Linked DNA regions of Gossypium hirsutum: region 2 is linked to region 1. A link is a contact called in public Hi-C data. All regions are on one chromosome and are shown on one strand. Each heading gives the region's core, a stretch centred on a gene start, on an enhancer-like site or on the middle of the called end of the contact. The rest is flanking DNA. Distances are from core to core; before and after follow the strand shown.

Region 1 (4,762 bases), core at 1,404-3,903:
TCACGATCCTCCTGTTGATATGCAAGAGACTAAAGATTCACAACTGAAGATTGTAATGAACAGACTCAATATTATTTCTTGAAAAAGTCTCAGCTCTTAAAAGATTGAAAACACTTGGTATTCTTTCGAACTAGGAAGTTATAAAGTTAGTTGGTTTAATCTTGCTATGCTTAATAAAAGTAAGGTTTCTCTTCTATGTTATTTTCTTTAAATCAGAATAGCATAACTTCCAGTGAATTTCATCACCATGGACCATGGCTACTGAAGGAATCACTAGAACCTTTTAGAAAATAGTAAAGGAACTCACCTTTCCAGACAGCACATCAATAGAAACCACATGTGAAACGCTATCCTGGGCAAAGATAACAGGAGCATATTCTTCCTGAATTGGCGACGGTTCCAAGAAGTCGGGATGATAGTCATCCTTGTGAACTGGATTTTGTTCAAGGGTATCCATCCTCTTAATAGTCCAGCCCTGTTGCCTCTCAAATTGTTCCCTTTCAGAGTGGAGCACCCTTACAGCATATGCCACACCACTTGTGAGGGGCCTCTCAAAAGCAGTTCGTTCTGTGTACCTCGCAAAAGTCCTCTACAGGTTCTTAGAGTGAGTTTCCTTTGTTGAATAAAACACAAGTGATCATAATTCATAACTTAGAACACACATATATCTCTTTGGTCGTAATGTTAAATAACCACGCTTAACATACTGAAGGAGGAACATGTATCAAGTTGCCAAAATTCTTATTTGATCTAAAATTCAGGAGCAACCATTATGGTTGAAAATGTATAATAACAGGCAATCAATCACATCAAATGAGAAGCCAAGATTAACCTAGATCAATTTAATTGGCAATTAGATTGAATTTCATAGTAAATTTAAAAAATAAAAATAATAAAAAAAGAGCAACAAGATTTCACAGTTTGATTTGAGCACAAGGCAAAGAAGACACTAAACAATTCGCAATCAAGCACAAAAAAAATGCTAAGAAAAAGTTGGAAGAAGAGGATATGGATTACCTGATCAATAGCAGAGGGGTATTTCCCATGGTGGAAAGTTGAGATCAAAATAGAGAGAGCCTGGATATGGTTCATGCTGACATTAAATTGATCCTGCAACATCCTAGCTCTCTCATCACACATGCTAGCGAGCATCTCCTTGCGCTTTTCGGTAGCTTGAGAGCTCATACAACAGAAGATCCAAATAGAAGCCAAGGTCCAACCAATTACCCATGAAAACAAGAGCTTTCTCGACCAAGACTTGCCAACTCTCTTGGAACCAATATACTGGTAGTACTGATGGTGGATCTTGAAGCTATACTTTGAGATTTCATCCCAACATTTGAACCACATCTTGCTACCACTATCACCAAGGAGACCAGCCTTGGGGTCCTTAAATTCACCATTAATGGACCAGTTCATTAAAATCATAGATGCTATCCAGCAACATAACATCCAAACCAGATGCCCCACCTTTAAACCAAACCCAAATACATGGAGCAAACTCATCCAAGAAACAGTGACCAATTACCAGCTAACTAAGCAAACAGTAACCCCCGCCCTTAGCCTGAAAGTGGGTCTTACTTGCTTGTTAATTCCAGCTAGAAAAGAGAGAGACCCATTGTCAAATCTATAGAAAACTGTCTAGTAAAATCCAACATCACCAGAAAACCTCAAGAACCTTGGGATAAGAGAATAAAATATTTAAAAAAACAAACCCAGCAAACTCCAAATTGACTACAAGACAGAAGGTGTTGTAACCGTGCGGGAAAGAAAAAAAACAAAAGATGCCATCTTATCCAGCACTACACCCTCTAATAACTGAGAAATGCAAGATATAGGACCTTGAATTGAGGAAGACCATGGAAATTTTTCACAATTACCATAAAAGAAAAAGAGAAAGAGAGAGAATGAAAGAATCCCTCTAGATTCTGAGTTTCAATTTTCTAACCACCACCCAAATCCCAGAACAAGAAAAAGACTAGGCCAAAATGTCCAGAAAAACAAAAGGGTTCCAAAACTAGATATCAAATCAATAAAAACTTAGCTAACATAATCTTCCTCAAGCCAAAAGAATCTGACAGGAAATCCTTAAATTCCTAAAATCAAGCACCAAGACAGCAATTAAACATGTGGATTTTATTGTTTGATCCCCCAGACCCAAACTTCACCTGTAACAACACCCTGTTGAGATCTATCAACAGAATTTTCGAGCTGATTTTTAATACAAAGTAATCTTATTATTTACTAAACATGACACTTTGCTGCTGTAGTTGAAGAGGGAAAAGAAGAACATAAGAAGAGTGGGATTAATGGACATCAACGATTGAAAGAATCTATGAAAGGAAGATGAGAAGAATATGGTTGTAGAAATGTCTGCTAGCATAGGCCATTATCTCTACCCATACCATTCACGACACCCCAACCCCCCCTAATTTAATAATACTACTACTATTTTACTCAAAAAAATAATATGAATTTAAATTCAATGCTTACAAATGTATTTAATTTAACATTTCATTTTCTACTACTATCACTGTTCACTAATGCAATCTTATCTTATTCTTTCTTTTTTTCCCCTTTTATTTAATTTATGAACTAATTCAATTAATAAGAGTTGGAACCTCCCCCAGCATAAAATGAGAAAACCATATTTTTTATATTTAAGTATCATTGGTGATTTATTTATACCGGTGTAAAATAAAAATAGTTTTACACAATTTTATAATTTTTATATGATTAATATTATGTCAATCCAACCGTCATATCCATTCTTCGATCATGTATGTTAAGTTCGGCATAAATTAAAATTTTCCAACTATTCATTTTATGAAAAAAAAATTCAAACAACTAAATATATATTAATATAGATAATATTTTAGATCAATATGATAGAAATATTGATCGATTCAAAAGTTTGCTTGTATGACAAGAACAAATATATTGAAAAATTTAATGGTTAAATTGTTAAAATATCCATAATAATAATTATGAAAAGATATAAAACTACCCTATTTTATAAATTTAATAATAAATATATAAATCAATACTATTTTGCATCATCCATAAATAAATTACCCATTTAAAATTATTATAAATAAATAAAATAATAGTTTTTAATTAACATCTTATTATTTATTAACAATGTGTTAATTTATGTGCTATTCATAAAACAAATATAAATTTCTAAAAAAATTAAATATAAATTTTTTGAGTTTTTTTTCCATTTGTATGTTTAAGGACGTTGAAAAATAATATATATTAAATTATGGTACATTTGGGAAATAATTTTAAAAGAATATATTATTAAAATTTTATATAAAAATTAAATGAAATTTTAATTGAAATGATAAAGTTCAATATTTAAAATCTAATTCAGTTAATTCGTGACACCAATTATATTAGAAATTTTAAGTATAACTAGATTATGACACCCATAATGTAGATGAAAAAAAATATTATGTAACAAAATATACTTATTAAAAGTTTATGATGCTTTGGTTGAAACTTGAAATGCAAATTTTAATTTTATAGTGTGTTTTTTTTTAATTTTATTGTGTATAAATTTTAATTGATTTATAAAAATTTAAATGAGCAAAAATACTCTCATAATAATATAACTTACTTTATATAAAAAAAATGTATTTTTAGTAATCTCTCAACTGGGTTGAAATTTGATTGATGAGTGGCATCACCTCAATTAAAGTCGAAGATAATAAATACATAGATAAAGATATATGTTATGTTAAAAATATATTCTTTTAAATTTTATTTAATAATGAATATAAGTGGGGTGGTAATAATTTTTTATTTTAATACTATTAAATGCATTCGATCCTTGGATTTGTAATTTGTAATGTTCTTATTTAAAGATGATATAAACTAATAAAAAAAAAACAAAAGAGCAATCATAATAATATTAAGGGTAAACTACCCCATTAGTCACTCTAAATAGGAGTAATTCTTATTTTGATCACTCTAATTTTTTTTTGTAATTTGGTCACCCAAAAAAGAAATTGATTAAATTGATCAAGTACTAATAAATGGTATTGGAATGCTAACTATGCATTCCATGTTAGTCACACTAATATTAGGAAAAAATATCTATTAGTCTTTCTAAATAAGGTCATTCCTATTTTGGTCACCTCAAACAATACATGAAAATGTACCAGTAGTTTTTTCGTTACCATTTTATGGTGGAGTGACTAATTTGATCAAATTCTTTTTTTGGAGTGACCAAAATAAGAATGACTACTATTTAAAGTGACTAATGAGATAGTTTACCCTAATATTAATTATAATTTAAAAGAATATACATCTTTATGATTTTATAATTTAGTTGATGACCCAATTAAGGGTGACACTAATTGAGTAAAGTATTTAAATATAAGCATCTATAATGTAAAATAGGGAATATTTTTGTAATTTCAAACTGAGTTGATGACTCGATTAAAAGTTATATCAATTCAATAAAGTGTTTAAATATATATACTAGAATTACACTGTTGATACCAACCATTTCAATGAGAATAAAAAATTTGTATTTTTTTAGTCATGAGGTGTGGCATGGTGGTTACTTGTCTTATCCCTTAACATTGAGATCAAGGGTTTGATCTCCATCTATGAGAATTGAGCACATTTCATGATCAGTTATTTATCTTTTTGAAAAGTATCTACGACTAAGATTAATCACTACTATCAATAATGAATATCCTAATTTTAAAAAAAAAATTGTTTAAGACTAATGATTAAACAAGTAGAAAAT
Region 2 (4,762 bases), core at 1,536-4,035, 280 kb after region 1:
GCGTTAAAAGGTATAAAGAACCTCTCTTTTTTATCTTAGATTTCGAAATGAAAATAAAAAGAAAAAAATGAAATAGAGAAAAAAAAACCTTAAAATGCTGCTTTTTGTTTCTCTATTCTCGAATGTCTGTTTTTATTTTGATTTCGTATATATTTTCAAAAGAAAAATCCCCCTTTTCATACATTTTAAATCTGGCCTTTATAGCCAATTTTACATAATATTTTTTTACTTATTTCTACTGTTTGCTGTTGCATGTTTGCTCTTCTTTACAAGCAGTGTCAGGCGGAGCAGGTGGGGTAGTGCCAGTGGAGTTGGTGGTGGCAAAGGCGACGGCAGCAGAGGGTCAGAAGGCCTTGGTGCGGCGCACCTTGGTTTTTCTTGGCTGAAACATGTTTAGTTTTTTGTGGGCTAGGGTTGTTAGGTTTTTTGGGCCATATTAGGCTTGCAGGAATTTGGGCTGTAAATGGGTTTGGGTAGGTTTAGGTGTTGGGTTTTGGGCCCCAGGATAAAAATTGGGCTTGTACAACATCCATTCAAACTGCAGTACGCAATTGTATATTATGTTATGTACAAAACTTTAAATTACAAATTATTGCGTAATTATTATAGGTTTGAAAAAAATCAGTAACTAATATCGGCTTTCGAGCGTTGATCTAACAATAGTCGGATATCTTCGAGTTGCTTCGGTAGTCCCACGTAACTTGGCCTATAGTTTCATATATTCAAGCGATATGTTAATTCAAACATATAATAAATAAATAGCATTTACTATATTAACTAGATATTATTATCAAATGATTTTTACCTTGTTACCAATGGGAATGTATAAGGGTCGTTCACTTAGGGACGTAGAAATGTTAGTCGCCACCATGCCTACGACTGCAGCAGAATAAGGCAACCACCGATTGACATCTTATTCGGTTCCGTCACCCGACACAACTCCTGATACAACGTAACCAACACAACTGATCCCCAACTCAGTCGTCCGCATTCTTTGAAGTCGACTAGGTGTAGTAGCCACCTTATGTGTACCAAAATTTGAGATTTATCGAGCATTAGAATGCCCTTGATTAACCTTAAGATGAATGCTCAGGCGTATTATTCTTTGACGACGTTGGGCGTGTTTAGAGGAAGATATTTGAAATTAGTTTCCAACCACTTCATATTTATCCAGTCACCTTGAAACTTGTCCGACATCTTCCCAAAAATGCCTCGCAAAGGACCTCTTTACCGAGAATGATTGTTGACCCTGTAACAACTGGCCCATCTATTGGTAAACTAATTGTAAAGCTACCTCTTCGAGTGTGATTGTACACTCACCGTATGGAAGATGAAAAGTGTGTGTCTCCAGTCTCCATCTTTCCACCTAGCGCTGATGAGTGTAGGGTCGAGTTTATAGCCCCCGAGCATACAAAACGCATGCAAGAATCCCACGTTTTGTAAGTAACCATGAATTTCGGTGTTTGAGCTCTTTGACAAATTATGTATGAACCCCTCCAAAACACAATCATCCGCCTATTTATATTAAAAATAAAATATTTTAAAATTTTAAAAACTTTAAATTTAACTTAATTGAAAATAACGAAATTTAAAATTTCTCCTTACCATTATCACTTGAGCGGTGGAAATGTGCTTATTGCTGAAACGAATTAGAGAGCTTGTCATTACTGAAATTTTAACTGAAATGAATATACAAAATAATTAAATAAAACTATAGTATTTTAAATAAAGTGTGTAAGAAAATGTCGAATAAAAATGGTAAGAATTGAGAGAACTGAGAGAGTTGAGAGAATTGAGAGTTTAGAGAGAGACTTGGATTTGAGTGAAAAGAATAAAAAATGACTTGGTATTTATAGGAAAAAAATATTACCGTTGGCCTTTTTAAATAATTTTACCATTTCCAATGTTTAAAAAGTCGTTAGGGAAAATGACCGTTGGAGGAAAGTGTCCCCAGCTGAATGTGCTTTTACACACTCTCTCCAAAATTGACCTATTTCCATAATTTAAAAAAAAACGACCTAAAAGGCTAACTAAAAAAAAGAATAAGACATACTTAACTTATTTAGCCTAATTTTATAAATTTTTATTTTATAGTTGTCATCCAAAATACCTATAAACTCTCTTGTAAGCAAATATATTTTTAGTTTTATAAATGGCTTGTTTCATCATATAAAATTTTGCACATTAAAAATGAATAATAAATGTAGAAATTCTAAAATTTATGCAAATAATGCTATTGTTGCCTCTACTTCTTATGAATTATCATCTTTAATTAATTTTTTAAAAATTTTAATTATTAATAATTTTTTCTATATTCATTTTTCTCGTGTTACATAATTTGCTAATGATAAATATGAATTTTTGGTGTCTATTGAAAAATATTATAGCGTAACGATAAATGTTAATTTAGTTTTAATGGTTTATAGCTCAACTTTGGACTTATAGCGGAATGATGTACCTAATTAAATCCTAAAATAAATGTTATGGCCTTCCATCACGTGGACAATTTAACAGAGTTTCTTTCAAGAATGGGTTCTTTCGAATTTTTTTTTGAGATAAATCACAGATTGGGCTTTAATTAAACTATTAATTACACAAATAGTCCTAGAAAAATAAATAGAGCAAGCCTAGTAACCAGACTAGGCCCAACGAAAGGAAAAACAAAACAAACTAAAAGGAAACCTAATCACCTAGAAAATGAAAAAAGGAAACAATCTCTACAGCACATTAATTCAGCCGTTCCATCTGCCCAATCAGTATTAAAAGTCAATACACATCTTGTCACTTCAACATCTTTTCTACTTCAAGACGTTTTGAATCACCCGAGAGCTTTGTATAGTCACTTTGATATCTGCCCTTCTCCGATTCCTTTCCTCCATTTCTCCCTTTTCCTGCTTCAATTTGGTTCTCTCACCCTTTCGTTTTCTGCTTGAAATTCTGCAACTCCAGGGACTCGTCCGACCAGGTAACCTCCTTTGTTAATCTTAATCGCTTCAGTTGCTAAAATATGCGCGAGGCTATTTGTTGATCTTGGGATATGCTCGAACTTACATTCCTTAAAATATAACAAAAGCTGATGGATGTCATGAATAAGCGCACTAACCAGTGATTTATCTGGGCTTTTTGTTTTGCATTTCTTTATTATTGATAAAGAGTCTCCTTCAATAATAACTCTTTCCCACTGCATGTGAACTCTGATCTGGAGAGCTTTCCGACACGCGATTGCTTCCGCTCCAAAGGCTGAGGAAACCCTTTGATGAACCTCCGAACAAGATAAGAGAACTGAACCCTCTTTATCTCTGGCCACAACTCCGATAGCCGCTTTATTTTGTCCTCTTTCATATGCTGCATCAAAATTGATTTTGACAAAACTGTCCATTGGTTTTTCCATTTTTTAACAGTTATGGAAGTTTGTCGACTATTTTTACCAACTGAATCTAACTCTAAAATGTAGCTATTAACAAATCTCCCTATTTCTTTTCCAGATTTACTCCCTTTGTTGTGCAGTCTGTTATTCCTATCTCCCCAAATGGCCCATACTGCAACACAGAAGATCCGACGCTGGGATGCCAAGCTTTGTGTAAAAACCCAGGTTAACCACTGTAGAAACCCCATCTGGTTTTCCTGCTCATATTTATGAAATGATAACTCTCTCCACACTGATATTGTAACAGGGCATTCTCGAAAAAAAATGTTCCATAGATTCAGATCTAGAGCCACAACGAGGACACATTGATGTATCCGTTAGTCGTCTAAGTAGCATATTAAACTCGAGTAGCTAGGAAATTCCAAGAGATCTTCCAATGTGTAATTTTTATTTTTGAAGGTAGATTAAGTAGCCATAATTTCCTGTAGAAGTCTTTATAGTCAGCTTGTAAAGCATAAGCTCTAGGATCATTTGCAATACTTTGTAATAGTTTATAGGCGCTACGAACTGTGAACTCACCCGACGCTTCAGCACTCCATACTTGGAAATCTTCATGTGGTCTTTCAGCCAGCGGGATACTGAGAATCATGTCGGCTACATCCTCCGGAAAGGTATACTCTATCAACTCCTTTTTCCATGTTCTACTGCTTGAATCAATTAATTCCGCAACATTACTATCATTCAAATTCGTATTTAAAACTAGTAATCTATCACGCGGTAAAACTGGAATCCAATAATCACGACTGATTGAAATATTTGTACCTTTACCCACCCTCCAACATAATCCCTTAGCGAAGACACCCTTAGTAGCCCAAATACTTTTCCAAGTATACGAAACGTTATTCCCCAATTGTGAATTTAAAAAATCAACTTTTGGAAAATACTTTGCTTTTAATACTTATGCTACTAAAGAATTTGGATTGTACAAAATACGCCACCCCTGTTTAGCTAGAAGGGAGATATTAAATTGGGCCATATTTCTGAAACCCAATCCACCCTCATCTTTAGGACGGCATAAATATTTCCACTGACACCAATGAATACCTCTTCTTCTATGCGCTTTCTGCCACCAAAATTTAGCAAATATGTTTTCAAATTCCCCACAAAAAGTCTTTGGTAGTAAGAAACACGACATAGCATAGGTTGGAATGGCCTGTAACACTGATTTAATAAAGGCTTCTTTACCTCATTGGGATAACAATCTAGTACTCCACCCATAAATCCTAGTAAAAATCTTATCTTTTAAATGCTGAAAGGATTCCTTTTTTCTTCGACCAACCATGTTCGGAAGCCCCAAGTAACGTTCTAAGTTTGTTGAGATCCTAACCCCCAACT

What was found. A called contact is a pair of places that touch in the nucleus more often than the background predicts.
Region 2: a contact with region 1 is called in a Hi-C map of leaf, with 3 times the contacts expected there. The contact joins the enhancer-like site here to the promoter of LOC107909856 in region 1. A contact is called at or near these places in 5 of 34 Hi-C or Micro-C datasets (callus and leaf).

Annotation. Positions count from the first base shown.
Region 1 is chrD02:56,365,293-56,370,054 of Gossypium_hirsutum_v2.1, forward strand. LOC107909856 (histidine kinase 3) reads right to left here and starts at 2,654. Exons shown (of 11, transcript XM_016837543.2): 1 at 1,018-2,654; 2 at 308-589; 3 at 1-11. The coding sequence starts at 1,506.
Region 2 is chrD02:56,647,101-56,651,862 of Gossypium_hirsutum_v2.1, forward strand. No RefSeq gene overlaps it. Among protein-coding and RNA genes, the nearest start is that of LOC107908280, 15 kb to the left of the region's middle. Within about 2 kb of position 2,786, at least 8 of the 9 cell types and tissues checked have an H3K27ac peak or open chromatin away from gene starts, as enhancers often do. A contact at or near this core is called in leaf, where this site is marked.